Linked DNA regions of Danio rerio: region 2 is linked to region 1. The links are chromatin contacts, called in public Micro-C maps. All regions are on one chromosome and are shown on one strand. Each heading gives the region's core, a stretch centred on a gene start, on an enhancer-like site or on the middle of the called end of the contact. The rest is flanking DNA. Distances are from core to core; before and after follow the strand shown.

Evidence for each region. Hi-C and Micro-C count contacts between places; a contact is called where the count stands out from the background.
Region 2: a contact with region 1 is called in a Micro-C map of caudal fin, with 19 times the contacts expected there. The contact joins two enhancer-like sites. A contact is called at or near these places in 3 of 18 Hi-C or Micro-C datasets (caudal fin, hematopoietic stem cells and an unstated tissue) and 1 of 4 datasets of contacts at active chromatin or transcription factors (caudal fin).

What each region holds. Positions count from the first base shown.
Region 1 is chr5:31,716,696-31,720,781 of GRCz12tu, forward strand. All of the region lies in intron 52 of zzef1 (zinc finger, ZZ-type with EF hand domain 1), which reads left to right. Among named protein-coding and RNA genes, the nearest start is that of zzef1, 64 kb to the left of the region's middle. Within about 2 kb of position 2,201, at least 17 of the 62 cell types and tissues checked have an H3K27ac peak or open chromatin away from gene starts, as enhancers often do. A contact at or near this core is called in caudal fin, where this site is marked.
Region 2 is chr5:31,858,471-31,862,556 of GRCz12tu, forward strand. It overlaps atp2a3 (ATPase sarcoplasmic/endoplasmic reticulum Ca2+ transporting 3), which reads left to right. Exons shown (of 21, transcript XM_692016.11): 9 at 1,167-1,255; 10 at 1,380-1,482; 11 at 3,852-3,983. Among named protein-coding and RNA genes, the nearest start is that of atp2a3, 77 kb to the left of the region's middle. Within about 2 kb of position 1,696, at least 3 of the 62 cell types and tissues checked have an H3K27ac peak or open chromatin away from gene starts, as enhancers often do. A contact at or near this core is called in caudal fin, where this site is marked.

The DNA of each region.
Region 1 (4,086 bases), core at 951-3,450:
AATTTGTAAGTGGGAACATTTTATATCGAGGCCAGAAATCTGGGAGGCGTCCAGGTGATGCACAAGTAATTGATTTGTGCTGTCATGAGGAAGCAGTTTTGTGATGATAAGTGAAAAACTGGACTGGAGAGACTAGGGTTTTGTCTGTGCAAGAGTGTCTGTTAAGGGAATTTCTCATATTCATCTTTAACTGTCTGTCGAGTGTGTTTGTGTCACATTTGTGTCATCAACTCACATTTCAACATAATAAAAACGTACAGTCCTGACATCAGTCTTAATGACAGTGTTTATATGGTGTAGAATGCGAGTCTACAAGACTTCACAATCCTAACCATTATGATTGACTGTTGATATTGCTGGCCATGTTTACCAAAGGAGGATCTTCAGCTCAAACTCTGTTTAACCAGATCCTATACACTCACCGGCCACTTTATTAGGTACACCTGTCCAGCTGCAAGTTGACTCAAATTTTTAATCAGCCAATCACATGGCTGCAATTCAATGCATTTAGGCATGTAGACATGGTCAAGACCATCTGCTGCAGTTCAAACCGAGCATCAGAATGGAGAAGAAAGATGATTTAAGGGGTTGGTTGTTGGTGCCAGATGGTCTGGTCTAAGTATTTTAGAAACTGCTGATCTACTAGGGTTTTCACGCACAACCATCTAGAGTTAACAGAGAACAGAATTTGGCACCAACAACATGAAAGCATGGATCCATCCTGCCTTTTATCAACAGTTCAGGCTGTTGGTGGTATACTGGTGTGGGGGATATTTTCTTTGCACACCTATGGCCTAATAGTATCAATCGTGTCAACACCACAGCCTACCTGAGTGTTGTTGTTGACTATGTCCATCTTTTTATGACCACAATGTACCCATCTTCTGATGGCTACTTCCAGCAGGATAACACGTCATGTCATAAAGTGTGAATCATCTCAGACTGGTTTCGGGAACATGACAATGAGTTCACTGTACTAAAATGGCCTCCACAGTCACCAGATCCTAAATCCAATAGAGCACCTTTGGGATGTGGGTGAAGGGTGATTCGCATTATGGATGTGCAGCCGACAAATCTACTGCAATTGCATGATGCTATCATGTAAATATGGACCAAAATCTCTGAGGGTTATTTTCAGTACCTTGTTGAACCTATGTTACGAGAAATTAAGGCAGTTCTGAAAGCAAAAGGGGGTCCAACTCTGGTACTAAGGTTTACCTAATAAAGTGGCCAGTGAGTGTATATACACGGTCAGTAAAAATCTACAGACATTTTTGACAATTTGATACATTTTGTTTCAAAAATAATACTAAATTTAAATCAGCAGAATTATGCTGAATGTTTTATAGAATAGCAAAACAAATTAACAATTAAAAAAAAATTGTTTCTTAACTTTTAAGATTTACAGAGCAGATCCAATTAGAACCACTTGTTTGGTAAACAAAGTGTCATAATACATCCACTAAAAGACTATCGTATTGTACAAATGTCCAAACAATTCATTTTATTCTCGTTTTTTTTATAATGGTGAAGTTTTACTACTTATAAATGATGTCTCACTTTGATTTATATAATGGAAAGAATTCATACATGTGAATGAGTGGCTTCATTAAGAGTGTGACAGAGAAAAACCGAGCACTAGATGGCAATAACACTCTTACTTGTATTCAGAATAAGCCAAAAAGGTTTTTCAAGAACACAGTATAGCCACACAAATTCTGAACATCCAGTAAATGATCTATATTTTAACCACTACTACCGTATAACGCCTGAGTGAATGACTCAGGAAAGATTTTATGACAATAACCTTTCATCACTGAGCCATAATCTCTTTTAGCAGCATGAGCGTCAAGTGGTTTGTGTGTGTGTTTGAATGGGGAATGTTTAAGTGAGCATTAGTCTGGAGGACTGACAAGCAAATGGCTGAAGTGAGTGTTTTGTGCGAGTGTTGAGTGAATTATTATGAAAAGCCTTAATCTCTCCCACAACCACTGCACTTCTCAGAATTGACTGTAAGATTTCCATTGTTGATTTTCAGCACTGCAACACTGGAAGATGAGATCAGAAAACTCAGCATGTGAATATTCAGCTGTTGCACAGTTTTGAGGCGGAAAGAAAAAAAAAACTGATAAGAAGTTCAGACTTGCTCTGTCTTCCTCTCTTGTTGTGTAGTAATACTCATTTCTGCGGGATGATAAAAGCCCCTCCTTCGCAGAGGAAGTGGTTTCGAATGTGCTGTGACATGACAAAAGCGGCAGCCGCTCCACAGTCTTCAGTGAGATGAGTTTTCAGATGTCTAGATGCCGTTTTCTTTGCTGTAGAATTGAAGTGTTGTGTGACGGGCTGCTGTAATACAATGCAACGGTACAACATTTAAAACTTTTACTAGGAAAGTTATTATAAATGTATTAAGCTGAATTTTTAGTCTTCAGTGTCATTTAATTCAGAAATATAGCTGATGTGGTGCCTAAATGGATGTTTTGATTTAAATTAGAAGTTTGCGGTTTACTGCAGACTATTGAAAGTTTTTATTTTATTTATTCAGGTGAACATTAATAAACACACACACACACACATCACACTCACTCACCGGCCACTTTATTAGGTACACCTTCCTAGTACTGGGTTGGATCCCCTTTTGCCTTCAGAACTGCCTCAATCCTTCGTAACAGATTTAACAAGGTACTGGAAATATTCCTCAAAGATTTTGGTCCATATTGACATGATAGCATCATTCAGTTGCTGCAGGTTTGTCGGCTGCACATCCATGATGTAAAAGTTGCGTTGCACCAAATCCCAAAGGTGCTCTATTGGATTGAGTTCAGGTGACTGTGGAGGCCATTTGAGTACAGTGAACTCATTGTCATGTTCAAGAAACCAGTCTGAGATGATTCGCGCTTTATGATATGGCACGTTATCCTGCCTGAAGTAGCCATCAAAAGATGGGTACATTGTGGTCATAAAGGGATGAACATGGTCAGCAACAATACTCAGGTTGGCTGTGGCGTTGACACAATGCTCAATTGATACTAATAGGCCCAAAGTGTGCCAAGAAAATATCCCCCACATCATTACACCACCACCAGCCTTTTCCAGCCATTCTCCTCTGACCTCTGGCATCAACAAGGCATTTGTGGCCACAGAACGGTCGCTCACTAGATATGTTCTCTTTTTTTTCAGACCATTCTCTGTAAACCCTTGAGATAGTTGTGCGTGAAAATCCTGAATTGCAGTTTCGGAAATACTCAGACCAGCTTGTGTGGCACCAACAACCATGCCATGTTCAAAGTGACTTAAATCACATTTCTTCCCCATTCTGATCCTCAGTTGGAACTGCAAATAATTAACCTTAAAAATAAATCTTGGTGACCCCCAGATTCTCTAACTTTTGTCTATAACATAATTTATTCATGCTTACCTTTTCAGTAGTATATTTTTAAACTGACAAAAACAACATTAAAATTTAAACATATAAATAGGAGGCAATGTCAAATTCAACTGGCAATGAATGATGATACCTGTATGCAAACTTCCCCTGAAGTTTTGAAGTTTATGCTGAGCTTGTTCATTTTACTATTTGTCATCAATATTGGCATTTCTAGTCCGGTTATTTGCCCGTCATCAAGAGGTAATGCACTCATTTTAACAGCATATGGCTAATTCTTGCCAGTCAGTGTATGAGTATGCATTAGCCTTGTCAACCTTGTTACAGTATGTATTGTTTATACATCAAGTTACATAACTGCTTTTTAATATATATTTTATTTACAGTTGAAGTCAGAATAATTGGCCCCCCATGAATTATTATCCTCCTGTTTATTTTTTCCCCAAATTTCTGTTTAGTGGAGAGTAGTTTTTTTTAACACATTTCTAAACATAAAAATTTTAATAACTCATTTCTATTAACTGATTTATTTTATCTTTGCTATGATGATGTTTTCAAGACACTTCTATGCAGCTTAAAGTGACATTTAAAGGCTTAACTAGGTTAATTAGGCTGGTCAGGGTAATCATTTACATTTAGTCATTTAGCAGCAAGTTATTGTATAACGATGGTTTGTTCTGTAGACTATCGAAAAAAAATAA
Region 2 (4,086 bases), core at 446-2,945, 140 kb after region 1:
TATTATTATAATCATAATCATTATTATTATTTTATTATCATCAATATCATCATCATTATTATTATTAGTTCTATTGTTATTATTATCATCTTTATTATTATTATCATGGTTATTATAATCATTATCATTATTATTATCATATTATTGTTATCATTATCATTATTACCATAATCATCATCTGTGTTATTATTATTATTATCATCATTATTATCATTAATAGCATCATTATTATCATAATTATTATTGTTGTTGTTATTATTATTATTATTATTAATAATAATAATATCATTATTATCATCATCATTATTATTATCATCATTATTATCATTAATAGCATCATTATTATCATAATTATTATTGTTGTTGTTATTATTATTATTATTATTAATAATAATAATAATATCATTATTATCATCATCATTATTATTATCATCATTATGATTATTATCATTACTATCATTATTATTATTATCATTATTATAATTATTGTCATATATATTATGATTATTATTATTATCATTATTATTATTATTATTATAATCATCACCATCCTCATTATTATTATTAATAATATTGTCATCAAAATCATCATCATTATTAGAATTATCTTTATTGTTATCATTGTTATCAATATATTATTAACACTAAACTTTTGTTTGAAGTAATGGCTGCTTAAAATTCAACTCCACCATCAAAGGATCAAAATATATTTTAAAAAAAATATATTAAAAGCATTTAATTTATTTAACAAATTACTATTTATTTTACATAAACATTTTTTAAAATATTACTCCCTACAAGCCATTGATCACTTTGAACACTTTGAACAAGTTTCAAAAATGAATTGACAAAACTTTCACCCAAACTATTTTATCGTTGTTTAAAATAAACAAACAAACAAACAAATGCATGTTTTGGTCCCAAAAAGGCTGGTGACTTTTCTGGTCAGTGGATCATCCTTATTCAACCTCAATTTATGTTCAAATAACACAAAATATTGAATCATCTTGATATTACGAGTGTAGTCTCCTTAAAATAATTTAGATATGAGATCCTTTTCGAATCATCATGAACAACGGGTTGAAAAAAGTCAAATACAGTAGATTGATTGTCCAAGAGAAGAGCGAATCCTGAAGTGCATCTCCTCTCTCTGGTGTCTCCTCTAGATGTTTGTGGTCAATAAAGCTGATGACAGCAGCTGCTCCCTGCACGAGTTCACCATCAGCGGCTCAACATACGCTCCAGAGGGAGAAGTGTAAGAGTACACAAACACACACATTCTCATCCTTCCCAAAATATCTGCTCAGTTCGACCCAAAATCCTGGATACTAACTTTGTATTTCCATCACTTGATCTTGCATTGACTGTGTCTCGCTCAGGCTGAAAGCTGACAAGCAGGTGCAGTGTGGAGATTATGATGGCCTGGTGGAACTGGCTACTATTTGCTCCCTGTGCAACGACTCCTCGCTGGACTATAATGAGGTCAGTAACGTGTGCTTGAATCTTCTCCTTACAATATTTACCTTTCTGGTTTCAACAATGTGCCTCATTCGGTATTTTCAAGTCCTGTTCTGCTCTTAGAAGTGTTCACTCTGCTGAACGACAGCTTATTAATTTGCTTGTTTTGTACCTCTGCCTTGCATTTCTCACCTCTGTGCCATTGCCATGGTATCGTGTTTACAGCGTTACGTAATATCATTTATACTCTGTGGTTGTCAGGTTGGGTAAAGGACAGCCGCAAGTTAAGACAAGCCGGAGATTTTTAAAACGTGTTTTTGTTGTTGAAGGAAGCTCTGATCTAATGTTGAAGAGTTTAAGGTCATCGCTAGAGTAATAATAAATGGCACTGGTTGTTGTAACTAGCGAGGTGTTTGAACACAGTTGTACTCTCAGTGTATTCCGGCCATGTTTTGATAAATATGATAAATGGTTCACTATCTGATCAAATGTCATGTTCCTCTACCACAGCAGACTCCTTCCTGGAATAATGCAAATATTTCTAAAGAGAGAGTCATGAAGTGAACTGTGAACTTTAGAGGCTTGAATAAACTGTGAGAGATAGATGGTTTTGGAAGTCATGAAAATTTAAAATAAACCACTAACAGGCTATAACAAAGCTTCATTTATGAACATTGTTTAACTACATTAATAAATATGAACTAACAATGAAAACAGTTCAAAATCATTTGTGAATCTAAATCTTTCTTTTTTTATAACACATTCTTTAAAAAATATTTGTTAATGGATTGAACTTAGCTAAAATGATCTAATCATAAACATAAGTTCATAAATATTTATTGAATAAATAGTGTAACTAATAAATTACAAGATTTCATTAAGTAGTTAGTTAATGCTTTCACTGTTTTTACAATATCTTTACCAAACGTTATCTACAGTAAATAGCTGTAAACCAATTCTATAGGAAATATCAGTTTGAATATTCATTGTGCATTCTAAAATATTTACTGGTAAAAAAAAAAAGTCGCCACAGTGGAATGAACCACTAGCTTACCCAGCACATGTTTTACACAGCCAATGCCCTTCCAGCTGCAACCCACCACTGGGAAACTTTCACACAAAACTTATTTACACACACACTACAGAAAATTGTGCCTTCCCAATTCACCTATACCACATGTCTTTGGACTGTGGGGGAAACCAGAGCACCCGGTGGAAACCCACAGGAATGCGGGGAGAACATGCAAATTACACACAGAAATGCCAACTGACCCAGCCGGGGCTCGAACCAGTGACCCTCTATCTGTGAGCCGATTGTGCTAGCCAACTGCGCCACTGTGCTGCCTTGATTATTACATCTAATTAAAATGTTCCACATGTTAAATCACTTTATGTTTTTGGTTTCGTTGGTGCATTACAAACTTTAATAAGTGAAATCTGTAAATTCTAAAGATTGGTACTTACAATTAAACTAAATTAAAATCTTTGAACTTTGAAATGATTTGCATTAACAAATAATGATCACTAAAATTTTGATGTCTTTTTTTTTCCAATTCAAATTTAATTTAGCACAAGTGACAATATAAACATGTTACATAAATTTGTATCTTGACCTATTTAACATTTTATTAATCATGTAGTCTGAAAACCAAATCAAATAATAATAAATGTTTATTATGAACCAAACAGGAAATTAAAATGACATTTGAAGGATCATGTGGAATTGAAACTTTAGTAATGATGTTGAAAATTCAGTTTATGCAGGAAAAATATTTATTTTATAAAATATATTAATAATAATTAAAAGAAATAATGGAAATTATTATTTTAGATGACTGTTTTTACATATGTATGTCTATTTTGTCAATTAAATAAAGCCTTAGTGAGCATTATCTGAGCATTAATGTACATGGATTTTCCTCATTTATTTTCATCAAACATATGCAATTTATTAACTGTTTACCTAACCATCAAAATCTTGATATGGATTTTTTTTCCTTTTTAAAATCCTCTTTCAATCTTCAAAACTACTTAAAATGACATGAAAATTGACGGTAACACTTTTGATGTTTAAAAATGTAACAATTTTGATGGTAAAAACCATCAATGACAATGACAATTAGTTGCAATGTAACTTAAATTCAACAAACAGACCATCAAAATAAAGTGTGACCAAATTGACTGACCCCTAATTTTAATGTTATACAGTTATACAGTATGAGGTTGCATTGCTTTTTACTTGCTTATTTGCTTTATTGCTTTCGTTTGACATTTAAAGTGCAAAGCAACTATCATTTCAAAAGTGGGTGCTTGACTCCAGGCTTGTGTTTAAAATGAATATACCAGTACTGTATATTTTGTTTACACACTTATGTTCTTATTCTGTACCACAGGCCAAAGGAGTGTATGAGAAAGTGGGAGAAGCCACGGAAACCGCACTCACCACGCTGGTGGAGAAGATGAACGTGTTTAAAACAGACCTATCTGGACTCAGTAAAGTGGACAGAGCTGCAGCTTGCAACTTGGTAAGAAAGAGCCACAGGGTGCAGGAGGATATGAGACCAACTGAAATAAAAGAGCACATTACTTCTGCTGAAAGTGATGAGAAATGATAGATATATATAGAGA